4 separate regions of the Mus musculus genome follow, and all the other regions are linked to region 2. A link is a contact called in public HiChIP or PLAC-seq data. All regions are on one chromosome and are shown on one strand. Each heading gives the region's core, a stretch centred on a gene start, on an enhancer-like site or on the middle of the called end of the contact. The rest is flanking DNA. Distances are from core to core; before and after follow the strand shown.

What was found. HiChIP or PLAC-seq counts read pairs in DNA pulled down with a chosen protein or histone mark.
Region 1: an H3K4me3 HiChIP or PLAC-seq map of bone marrow-derived macrophages shows a contact between it and region 2, with 6 times the contacts expected there. The contact joins the promoter of Ppp1r1b here to the promoter of Pip4k2b in region 2. A contact is called at or near these places in 1 of 39 promoter capture datasets (liver) and 2 of 115 datasets of contacts at active chromatin or transcription factors (bone marrow-derived macrophages and pancreatic cancer cells).
Region 3: a contact with region 2 is called in an H3K27ac HiChIP or PLAC-seq map of large pre-B cells, with 3 times the contacts expected there. The contact joins the promoter of Lrrc3c here to the promoter of Pip4k2b in region 2. A contact is called at or near these places in 2 of 115 datasets of contacts at active chromatin or transcription factors (large pre-B cells and pancreatic cancer cells).
Region 4: an HNF4G HiChIP or PLAC-seq map of pancreatic cancer cells shows a contact between it and region 2. The contact joins the promoter of Mien1 here to the promoter of Pip4k2b in region 2. A contact is called at or near these places in 4 of 39 promoter capture datasets (cranial neural crest, liver, pre-B cells and 1 more) and 1 of 115 datasets of contacts at active chromatin or transcription factors (pancreatic cancer cells).

The regions. Positions count from the first base shown.
Region 1 is chr11:98,346,918-98,349,734 of GRCm38.p6, forward strand. It overlaps Ppp1r1b (protein phosphatase 1, regulatory inhibitor subunit 1B), which reads left to right and starts at 1,489. Exons shown (of 7, transcript NM_144828.2): 1 at 1,489-2,257. The coding sequence starts at 2,177.
Region 2 is chr11:97,743,303-97,746,254 of GRCm38.p6, forward strand. Pip4k2b (phosphatidylinositol-5-phosphate 4-kinase, type II, beta) reads right to left here and starts at 1,402. Exons shown (of 10, transcript NM_054051.1): 1 at 1,144-1,402. The coding sequence starts at 1,302. Cwc25 (CWC25 spliceosome-associated protein) reads right to left here. Exons shown (of 10, transcript NM_026186.4): 10 at 2,168-2,952. It overlaps Mir8102 (microRNA 8102), which reads left to right and starts at 1,595; the gene lies at 1,595-1,733.
Region 3 is chr11:98,596,619-98,599,643 of GRCm38.p6, forward strand. It overlaps Lrrc3c (leucine rich repeat containing 3C), which reads left to right and starts at 1,673. Exons shown (of 2, transcript NM_001195544.1): 1 at 1,673-1,752; 2 at 2,147-2,968. The coding sequence starts at 2,201. The coding sequence ends at 2,968.
Region 4 is chr11:98,437,715-98,440,439 of GRCm38.p6, forward strand. Mien1 (migration and invasion enhancer 1) reads right to left here and starts at 1,274. Exons shown (of 4, transcript NM_025559.2): 1 at 1,144-1,274; 2 at 933-1,030; 3 at 523-599; 4 at 1-431. The coding sequence starts at 1,232. The coding sequence ends at 348. It overlaps Erbb2 (erb-b2 receptor tyrosine kinase 2), which reads left to right. Exons shown (of 27, transcript NM_001003817.1): 27 at 1-2.

The sequences.
Region 1 (2,817 bases), core at 239-2,738, 600 kb after region 2:
AATTTCTAATGGGCACTGAGGTACCATTGGGGGTCGCAGCCTCATCCCTGTCCTCTGCCTCCTTTACCCACCACATACCCTTTCACAGCGACCCCAGCGCAGGGGAACTCCAGCCTCCTACCCCCACTTTGACCTAAAGGCTGCCCAGCGACTCTCTTGATCCTCCCAACATAACAACAGGCTGGGTTTTGCCATTCCTCACCACACCCCATCTGGAAGAGGGGTCCTGGGCCAAGCTAGGAACTGGCAGAGATGCCCATGTCCAGGGACAGCACCCCAGAAAATATGTAAGTCAACAAACTGTGGCCAGGCCTAGGCTGGAGGACATGGAGCCTGTCCACCAGAACATCCTATTCCCAAGAGCAAAGCTTGGCCCCTGATGCGCTCTCTCTCTCTCTCTCTCTCTCTCTCTCTCTCTCTCTCTCTCTCTCTCTCTCTCTCTCTTCCCCCAGAGGGCACTGAGTCTGGGGCAGAACAGCATGCCCCTGACCTCATTTCCATAAGACTCCATTGGCCTCTCAGTCTACCCCTGGGGCCAGAGTGCCCGGCTAGGAGTGGAAAAGTTGCCTGTGGAGTTACGGGTGTGGTGGGGAGGGCTCCTGCTGTTCCTGGCCTAAGAGTGACCAGAAGAGAGGACAGCCAACACAAACAGAACCCCAGGAGGGCACAGACAGGCACAGGTCCACACACACACCCCTTCTGGGCACTACAGAGAGGCACTCAGTCCTCGCCAGCCTCAGAGAGGGTAGTGCCAGCTCCTGCGGAGAGACTCAAGGGCTTGGACAGATAAACAAGGGTACTTAACCCACAAAGTAGCCCCTCTTCTCCATCACACACACACACACACACACACACACACACCTCTGTAGAAGAGACTGGCACCTCAGAATGATCACACACCCCCAGCTCTGTTCCCCAACGCACCAAGCCCACACATGTGATAGCACGTGTACGGGGAAGGCAGCCCCCCAACCCTGCCCCTGGGCTGATTCTGTCCCCTCCCCCAGTAGCTGCGGAGAAAAGGCAAGAGACACGTGAATGCTGGGTACATTGTGGCAGGGACTCATTCCCCCCCCCCCCCGGAATTTGCTCTCACATTCACAGCCTCAAGCCCCTCTCCTGCATACCACCCCCCCCCCCGCAAGCTGGCACCCGCCTGCCCATCACCTTGACAGTCTCTGACATCCTCCTCCACACCCACACCCTCCCCCGCACACACGCAGTCCTCCCACACGCTGCCACTCACACCCGCATCTTTGACACTCTGACACACTTACATAGACTCACACGCTCACACCGCACCGACCCCCACCCTCCCCAGCTACAGCACTCCAGGCCTCTAGCATTCACTTGCACATACTCCCTACCACGATGATGACTGACAGGTGTCCTCCCACGCACACCTCTCTCACACTCGCTTTCTAGGACACCCCCATTCACAGCGTGACATGCTGGCACTCTCTTCTCGACCTCACGGGCCTCCCTTAAAAGTCCACGTCCCGAGGGGGGGTGGGCGAAGAGGTTAAAGCCAGAGTCCCGGCTGCAGCTGCCCCTGCCCCCTCCCCTTAGCGTCACCGCTGGACTTCATTAATAATACAACGCCGAGTTCTGGGGATACTGCAGGGGGCCCCCGGGCCGCTCCCCTAGCCCTGGCTCCCACTCCGCACCCTCCTCCCAGCCCGGGAGAACACGCTTCTCGATGCTCATTGGCCGCTTTCCCCTAAGCCCTCCCTCCAAACGCCTGGGCGCCAGTCCCTGGCAGAGAGGACGGGCTGGGACCCCAGGGTTGGGACCTGTGGGGTGCAGCCAGTAGCGGCAGAGGCGCGGAGAGGAAGAAGGCAGAGTGGGGGATAGACAGAAGCTGGTAGAGCAAGGCCGAGGGCAGCCCGCCGAGATAGCTCAGGCCGGCAGCCAGAGCCCCGCGCCCCAAACCGGTGGCGCGCAGCTAAGGCGCGGGGATCCTGAGCTCTGACCTGGGGACGCTGAGCCCGGCGCTGCAGGCGAGCCCCGCTGTTCAGTCCTCCCGACCGTCGCGCGTTCTCCTCGTGGAGCGCGGGATTTTCCTGGGTGCGGGGACAGTGCTCCTCCTCCTCCTCCGCGCAGCACGCGCCACCCGCAGCTCCGGACAGCCGAGCAGGGCTCAGCCAGACACCCCAAGAACGCTCAGCCGCCCGCCATGGACCCCAAGGACCGCAAGAAGATTCAGTTCTCTGTGCCCGCGCCCCCGAGCCAGCTCGACCCCCGACAGGTGGAGATGGTAAGGGGGCCGCGCCCCATCCACGTATCACCCCCAACACATATTCCCCCACCCCAGCACAGTCCGTCCCGTCCCATGTTGGATCCAGCCTGGACTGCAATGGGGCGCCCCACAGGACTGGAAGTTCGCCGGAGACTCCTAGCAACTTTTCTCCGGACCTTTAAGCCTATCTTGGGCGGGAGAATTCCTGCAGTGAGCGTCCGGAGACTATCAATCAGTTCTCGGGACTGCCCTTTTGGCTCTTATATAGCCCCGCTAGGCTAGTCATTTATTCCCCGCAGAGACCCCATCACCCTGGTGGTATCCCATGGACAGATACAAACAGCTCTGGCGTCTGAGGCTGTCACTTCAACCACTCATGGTCTAGAGGGCCACAGTCTCACCCTATAGGCCTAGTTGTTGGTGGTGGTGGGGTGTCCCCAGAACGTTATTCTGACTACTCTCTGCTCTCAAGACCTGGAACTGCAACCCCAGGGAGTGAGCTGACATCTCTTCCTTGAGGGTTGGGAGACCTACAAAGGTGTGAGGGAGAGTGTCGGAGGCAGAGGTCTGTTCTCCTC
Region 2 (2,952 bases), core at 152-2,651:
TAGCCAAAGGACCCTCTAGGTCTTCTACCAAAGCAAGAGAAAATGAAGTCTCCCTGACCCTGGGTCCCTGGGTCATTGTTTGGTCTTGTAGACAATTTCAAGTGTTCAGAAAAGTCATGGAGCCTAAAGAATGAAATCCGAAGGAGACCCGACCCGTTATCCTCCCCCCACCCACCCCCATTCTAAACTTGTGGCTGGTGGAGTCAGCACCTCAGGTCTTTTCACTTCCTCTGTTTGCTCTCAGTGTAGGGACTCACAAAGAAACGGTGAGAAGGCAGAGAGCAAGCCACCGAAAGAGAGCAGATCCCAAACAAACAGCACATAAACAGAGCCAACCAGCTAACGTCGGCCACATCCAACTTCTTGGCAGAGGCTGCTGCACCATCCCAAAGCACCCAGGACCCAAAGGACCACTCATCTGAGACAGTAATCACCATTATCACACCCTGGAAAACCATACGAGAAGTCAATGGCTTTGAAACATCACAGAAGAACGAGGAAGATACATTATTTCCATAACCAAGTCTACACTCCCTCGGGCCTTGTGCTCGCACTTATCCTTCATCCATGGGAACACAAGTCAAGTGTCTGTGGTTTGGAGAAGTCTCTGCTTCTCCAGTTGATACGTCTTCATGAAGAAGAAGAAGAAAAAAAGGAAACCCAGAGAGGATGTCCACAGTCAGGGGTAAGGAGGCCTAGAAGATGGGAAACTTTGAGCAGCCATACCACCCAAAGGACCACAAACAGGAACATTCAGGCAAGCCAGTCCCACTTGCCCTGTCAACTGAGCAATGATGTGGTAGCCAGCTATAAGAGACAAGCGGAATAGCCATGCAACAAACACGCTGAGGGTAGAAGCAGCGTCGTTGCAGCACCCAGGCCTTCCCTCGGAAGCTCCGGGGTTGCACGGAGCCAGCATACGGACACAAGAAGCCAGAGGGGCTGGAGCGAAGGGGAAACGACGACGGCATAGCACGGGGACACCAGGCCTCGCGTGGCGAACGGGGAGTGCACGCCCGGCCGGACAGCGTGCACGGGTGGGCGGGCATGCAAGTGGCTCGGCGGAAGGGTTGCAGGCGTCACCCGCGGGGCGAGCGTGGCGAGGCCGGAGGGAGTGGGGGCGCGCACGGGGAAGCTGGTTACCGTGTGGTTCACCCCCCACATCAGGACGCTGAGAATCGGCTCGCTGGCCCGGAATAGCTTCACTTTCTGGCACACGAAATGCTTCTTCTTGGTCTTGGTTTTGCTGGCGCTGAGCGGCGCCACCGCCACCGCCGTGGTGCTGGTGCAGTTGGACGACATGCCCGGGGCGGCGGCGGCGGCGAAAGGGGGGGCGGCGGAGACAGCGCACCAGCGAGCGGCCCCAGGCCTCCCCCGAACCGATCCCCACCCCCGCTGCCTCACCGAGCCATGGTCGCGCCCGTCCCGTTACCTCCCCACCCCGCCCCGGTGGTTCCGTCCGCCCCACGCCCCGCCCTCGCTGCGCCGGCCCGCCCCGCCCCGCCCCGCCCCGGGGAGCAGGCCAGCCTGATCCTCACCCCGCCCCCGGGCGGCACCGCCCACTGGATCCCGGCTCTCCCCTCCCCGTCGGAATGGTACCGCCCGTCCCCGGGCGCTTGCAGCTGCCCCGCCCACTCCTCCTCTCCCGGCCTGAAGGGAACCCAGCCGGCTTCACGCGGGGGAACGAGGAAGACTGGGGATGGACAGCCTCGAGGCACTCGGCAAGAAGGGCTCCCTACTCGGACACCCTCAAGGCCGGGCTTTGACTTTGCCTCCACATGAAGTACTAAAATGGCGGCAGCGCCGCCGCTTCGGGAGGGGAAGAGGGGCCGGCATGAGAAGAAGCTGGAACATACCATCTCCACCCCGGGGGACAGAGGAGTAACGCGGCAAAGGGGAAAGGAAGTCCTGCCTAGAAAACCAGGGACCGCCCCCTCGCTCCACCCAAGCGTGGATCTTCCCACTCCCCTGGGCCGACGGCTCGCTCCACCCGCAAGGTACGCCCCCTTTCCCGGGGGCCAATCAGAGGAGCAGGCCGGGAATCCTAGGTTTTATGAATGGGCCGCGCGCCCACCCACCTGCCGCCTAGCCTCCTCTATCCCGATGGTCAAGTTTAGACACCACTAGCATCTGTAGACGCGTATTGTAATAATCCTTTCATTCTTGCTCCAAGAAATCTCGAATAAACTGCCCATGGTTTATTATGTAATTCCACTTGGTCGAAGGGTCTCTGTATCCGACACAAATCACAGGTCAACACTTGGGATATCAAGACTCAGTACCAGGCACGTGGTAGATCGCTCTACACAGTTACAAAAATAAATGTAGCCTTTATTACCAAGTAATAAAATAAAAGCCATAATTAACTATAACATAGGGCAGAAGGATGAGATGATTAAATGAATAATGTTATATTGTCTGGGGAGAAACTGAGTTTTAAGAATTACAGTGCCAGCCGGTCGTGGTGGCGCATGCCTTTAATCCCAGCACTTGGGAGGCAGAGGCAGGCAGATTTCTGAGTTCAAGGCCAGCCTGGTCTACAGAGTGAGTTCCAGGACAGCCAGGGCTATCTATACTGAGAAACCCTGTCTCAAAAAGTAACAACAACAATAATTACAGTGACTGGAATTTTAGTGCTTAAATCCAAACATATTTTAGGAGAAATTAGGAACTGGTAGAACAACGAAATGGCTTAATATATGAATTAAGAGCACCTCTGAGGGCCAGATGGTCTGTAATCACAGCTCCAGAGACTAAAACAGGAGATCTACAGTTTAAGGTCAGCTACCGCTAGGGTGAATCTGTCGTCTGTTTAAAAAGCACCTAGAAGTTCCCTGGTCAAACAAATGAGGGCTTCTGGTGAAAGAATAGAGAAAGGAATGGCAGTAAAGACATGGGTGTGGCCCCTTGAGTCTTGTCTTAGATTTTTAGTTATTACAGGATAAAGGCAGC
Region 3 (3,025 bases), core at 423-2,922, 850 kb after region 2:
AGAAAGCAAAAGTGTGAGTTCAAGGCCAGCCTGGACTACACAGTATGTGGTCAGCCTGGGCTACATAGTGAGGCACTACATCAACATATACATTAATTAACTAATTAATTAAATTATTATAACAACCCAACAAGGCTCTTAACCTTCCTAATGTTACGACTGTTTAATATAGTTCCTCATGTTGTGATGACCTCCCCAACCATAAAATTAATTTCATTGCTACTTCATGGCTGTAATTTTGCTACTGTTACGTTATAAATAGCAATGTAAATATCTGTTCTCCAGTGGTCTTAGGTGACCCGTGTGAAAGGGTCGATTGACCCGCCCCCACCCCAGGCTGGTGTGACCCCATAGGCTGAGAACAACTGATCTACATCCATACCCATGACTTCGGGTCACCCCTGTCGCTGCAAAACACAGCAGGTGAGTGGAGCAGGAAAACCTGTGTTGGTGTTGCAACCATAAAGTCAAGTCAGACAGTTCTGGAAAATGTAATGAAAACAATAGCTTTTGGACTTCACTGCCACAAGCTCGCTCACGTCCATTCTGCACGGAGCCCCTCCATTCTGCCACTGTTCACTCACAAGGGCTCAGACATAGACACAAAACACTCTCCGGAGTTCAAATCCTTCCTTCCGGCCACCCCCAGGACATCAGGAGAAGGGATGTAGAAGAATGGTGGGACCCCTGCAAACAATCGTTAGGATGAAGGGTCCTTGAATAAGTCATCGCAGTCTCAGGCTTGAAGAAGGATTCAAATTGCCATCCTGGGAGCCCAAGAACATCTGGGTTGGCCTCTAGTTCAGTACTGAAAAGTTGGCAGGAAAACAATTCACCACATCAGACTTAAAGAGCTTTCAACTCCTAGAGCGACCATCTACAACAGCAAACTGAGACTAAACCACAGCGCCTCCTGGTGGTCAGAAGGGTTGGCCCTGTGAAGATTCAGGGGCATCCTCTGAAGATGAGGAAAAGACCGGGTCGGTACCAGGGACCTACAGAGAACAAAAAAAAAAAAAAAAAAAAAAAAAAAAAAAAAAAAAATAGCGGGAGGGGGCTTGTGCTGCAAGTTGCTGAGAGGGAATCGTAGGATTCTGCACCCAGGGCAACCAAACCACCATCCTTTTGGCCAGCCAGGCTCTGGGCAAGAAAAGGAGGTTCTGGGAGGCCATTCTCGCAGCTGATAGGAGATAGCAACTGCTAAGTTATGAGAGGAAAGCCTGGGGCAGGAAATGGAATCCAGACCTGTCTCCCGAACATCAGGGTCTGGGATCTGCTCTCTCTTGGCATTGCCTGGCCAGGCCATGGCTCAGGTATCTGACACCTGGGGCCTAGAGTCATATGCCAGGAAACTCTACACTCTTGGGCCCCAGGTCACAGCTTTCAGCTGCTGAAGCAAACAGGACTTCTGAAGGAAGAAACGGGTCTCCAGAGCCCACTGGCAGGGGGACTACTTCCGGAAAAAAGGCAGGAGCACAGGAGAGGACTCTGCCACCAACCAGGGTGAGAGGCAGGAAGGAGAAGGGAGAGAGGTGGGAAGGTGAGCTAATCCAGGAGCTGAAGCAGGATGGGGTAGATGCTTTCAGAAAAGGGGGAGTTGATGTGCACAGAAGGCGGCGCCAGAGGCACCCGCTACCTACTTGTATATTCTGAACAACCTGGGATCTATCGCTAATATGTCACTCTTGTGACACGAGTGCCAGCCAGGCCGCCTCCCTGGTGTTTACCTGGCCTCCCTTGGCAGTCATACAGGTACTTAGAGGACAAAAATGTTTATTTCAACGAAGGAAATGAAGATTCAAGCAGAAGAAATAGCTTGGACAGGCCCCTTGGGCCCATTTCAGCAGGGCAAAGGGACAGAAGGACCTCACAGATTAATCTAGAATCAATAGAACCCAAACGTTCCAAGTCTAAGGGATTCCTTCCCCCGGGGTCCTGTTGAAGAGAGAGAGACAGAGACAGAGACAGAGACAGAGACAGAGACAGAGACAGAGACAGACAGAGGGACGGTCGGACAGACCAATGGACCTTGGGCTAAGAGAGCCCTGAAAGGACAGGCTTGGGTCCAGAGAGGGTCCACTGAGGGACTCTAGCAGGAGCGAGTTTCAGTGGGACGTAGAATTCTAACTTTGCTCTTCTGTCGTAGGTTCGTCTATTCCCCAGCTTCTCCTCCACTCCAGGATTATGTTTATCTGCGACCATGCCCCTACTAGCTCCTCGCCTCCTGCCCCTCCTGCTGGTGATTGGCACCGGGGGCTCTGTGCCCCGCCCCCTGGCACTGCCCCAGGGCTGCTACGTAGCAGAAGAAGCCGGGGAACAGACATTCCGCTGCAGCCGGGCTGGTCTGAGTGCCGTGCCCAACGGTATCCCCAACGACACCCGAAAGCTTTACCTGGACGCCAACCAGTTGGCATCAGTGCCAGCTGGTGCCTTCCAGCACCTGCCTGCCCTGGAAGAACTAGACCTGTCTCATAACGCTCTTGTTCATCTCTCAGGGGCTGCTTTCCAGGGCCTGGAGGGCACTCTGCGCCACCTCGACCTCTCTGCCAACCAGCTAGCATCTGTGCCTGTGGCAGCCTTCGTGGGGCTGCAGATCCAAGTGAACCTGTCTGCCAACCCATGGCGCTGCGACTGTGCCCTACAGGAAGTGCTCAGGCACGTCAGGTTGGCTCCAGGCTCCGGGACAGGCATTGTGTGTGGTCCAGAAGCCCGACCAGATCTCGTGGGACACGAGTTCCTTCTGCTCACCAGGGAGGAAGAGCTGTGTGGGACAGGACGAGGTGGGACCCGAAGGAGCACGGATGTGGCCCTGTTAGTCACCATGGGGGGCTGGCTGACACTGGTAGTGGCTTATCTGATCCGCTATGTGTGGCAGAACCGAGATGAGACGCGGCGCCCGGTCAAGCGGGCTCCTCCCGCGCAGCCTGTGCGCTCAGAGGACTCCTCTACACTCAGCACAGTGCTCTGAGCTCTTGGCCCTATGCCCCAGCCTTTCACCTACTGCTCTACCACCTCCTCTGCCCCA
Region 4 (2,725 bases), core at 24-2,523, 690 kb after region 2:
AAGCATTTGTAATTACTCTTTATTGCCAAGAGCCGACACTGCCCAGGATTCAGGGAAAATAAGTTATAGCAACCGTGGCATCTGAAAGGTATTGCCACGCTGGGGAGAGGACCAAACTGCAGAGGGCACAGATCCCGGGAGAGCGATGGTGATGTTCACAGAGAACATCTCTTTTCTGCCTTTGGCCACAGAAATGTCTAGTCCCTCCTTGTGCCCTAAGAGGCAAAGTGAAGTCAGGGTCTTAGTTACCTAGGGCCAAGTGAGGGGCTAAAGGTAGAGGGATTCCTAGCGTAACCACAAGGAAAGGTTTAAACCCCAGAACCAAGCTTCCAAGAATCATTTCTTAGTCACAGGATGACACAGGGAGGCCGGCTGTTGGTGATCTTTTCTACAGGTTCTCCATTGCTGGCTCTTCGGATGGCTTCCATGAGCTAGCGGACAGAGACATGGGCGAGTGTCATGCACAGGAGAGGAGGGTGTGTCTCGTCTCAGCCACCCTCCCGAGGTACATTAAATACTCACGTCTTTCTCATAAGGAAACCCTCCATTCTCCAGCTTGGAGAACACCAGCTGTCCATTGATCTCAATCTCGAAGGCCCCTGGTAGGAAATAAATGCAAGAACGAACTAAGAACAACAGGCAGAAGTTCAGGGAGGTCCTTGGCACCACCTCGAGTCCAAGCAAGACTGTTCATGGCCTCGGCAGACACCGATCCTGAAGCCATTCAGCCCCAAACCCCAAAGTCCTCACCCGTGCGTCTTTCCAATACGCCATTAAGAGTTCCTTCACTCCAAACCCACAGTAGGCATTTTTGCTATGTGTCAGACCCTACTAGGGGCTTTATATACAACAGCCAATGTCAGCTCTAGAATGTAGGGAGAGCTGGAGTTTTATCACATGGACTGACTCAGCAGGTGCTCTGCGGACCTCACCTGTCCCCCCGAGTCGCGACTCAATCTCAATGCCCGGATACTCCTCCTTCACAGCGCTCGCCAGCTCCAGGTAGGTCGCCTCAAAGCCGCAGGGTTTACTGGGGAGAAGAGACGTGGAGTGAGCTGGGGTTCCGGGGGTGGGGCCTCCCGTGGATCCACCCCCATCTTGCGGGCGAGCACAAGAGGCTCCTTTTCAACCCGAGTGGCTTACCAGTACTCCACCACGATGTGGACTCCACTGCCTGCTTCCACCTCCCCGGGAGGGGGCACTACGGACACCGGCGCTGGCTCCCCACTCATTGCTGCCCGCTCCGCTGCAGGGCTGCTTCCGGGTGTGACGCCACGCCAAAGTCACGTGGGGGGCGTGTCCGTGGGCGTGTCCGGACCTCGCTTTGCGTCGGGGCGCCCTCTGCCGTCAGCAGGTACTGCTACATCTTGATCCAGCTGCAGAGCGAATATCCTGGACCAGCACTGATCCTGGGTTCTGAGAGCTCATTGGCATCCAATGCTCACAGTCATGGATTTGCTTACTAACGAACTGCCTGTGATCACAAAGCTATTTTCCATTTACAAAAGACAGAGAAAATGGGGCAGGCGGCCGAGGTAGCTGATGGTCTGTGATTGGTGTTGCTATTTACCTCTCGAACGATGATAGCGTTTGAAACCACACCATACTGCTTTTCTTTCGAGTTCTTTTTTTTTTAACTTTTAAGAATATTTTAATTACGTATATATGTGTATAAGTGTGAATTTATGCATGCGAGGGCATCTTTAAAACTTACTACATTTATTTATTAATTTGTGGACGAGTGTGTATTGGAGGTGGGGGCCATGCCATAGCATGCTTTTGAAGGTCAGAGTACAGCAACTTTCGGCCTCCTCCATCTTATCATGTGGGTCCCAGGGATTGAACTCAGAGTATCAGATTCTGTCTCAAAGGTCTGTCTCTTACAGGTCAAGCGTCTTCATCAGCCCAGAACTCTAGTTCTTTTGACTCTGAAGTGCTGACCCCCACTTTATGCACACTCCTCATCCCTGCCTCTTGCTAGAGGGCTAGTGTCATTGAACTCAGTTTGTAATTCTGGAACTGCAGCCTGGGTCCTCCCTGTCTCTTCCTTCCCTGAAGCACCACTACAGTATCGTAACAAGTCACCCATTCTGGTGTCCCTTGAAACTGTTCATTGTTGGGTCGGTCTGTGTTTGCTGAGTTCTGACGTCATCCCATCTAGTTATAGGATATTTCAATGGATCTAAGAAGGCCTTTCCTGTTTGCTTGCAGCTTCCAACTCCAGCCCCAAGCAATCGCTGCTCTGCTCTCTAAACTTTTCTGGACATTTCACATAAATGGACTCTTGCAGCATGTGACGTTTGCTCTGTTGTATCAGAGCAAGCCTCCATCCAGTGCTGTGTCCCAGGCGTTCCTTTCTATTGATGAATACTATTTCATTCTGTTGTATAGAAAAAGCACAGATTATTTGTCTATTAACATTAATCTGGGTTTCTTTGGGTTGTTTGTTTTGAGTAAATGTCTTGTAGATGCCTTTGTATGGATGTGTTGCCATTTCTCTTAAGTTCCTTAGAGTAAAATTAAAACTACTGGGCTGCGAGAAATTTATATTTAACTCTTTATGGATTGCCTACCTGCTTTTGTTTTTGTTTTTTGTTTTTGTTTTTTTTTTTCTAAGCAGCTGTAGCATTTTACACCACCAAAAGGGCACAAGGAGTTGTTTCTTCATAGCCACCACAAATACTGGTTGCCTGTCTCTTTGATGATATTACTTTTTTTTTTTTAG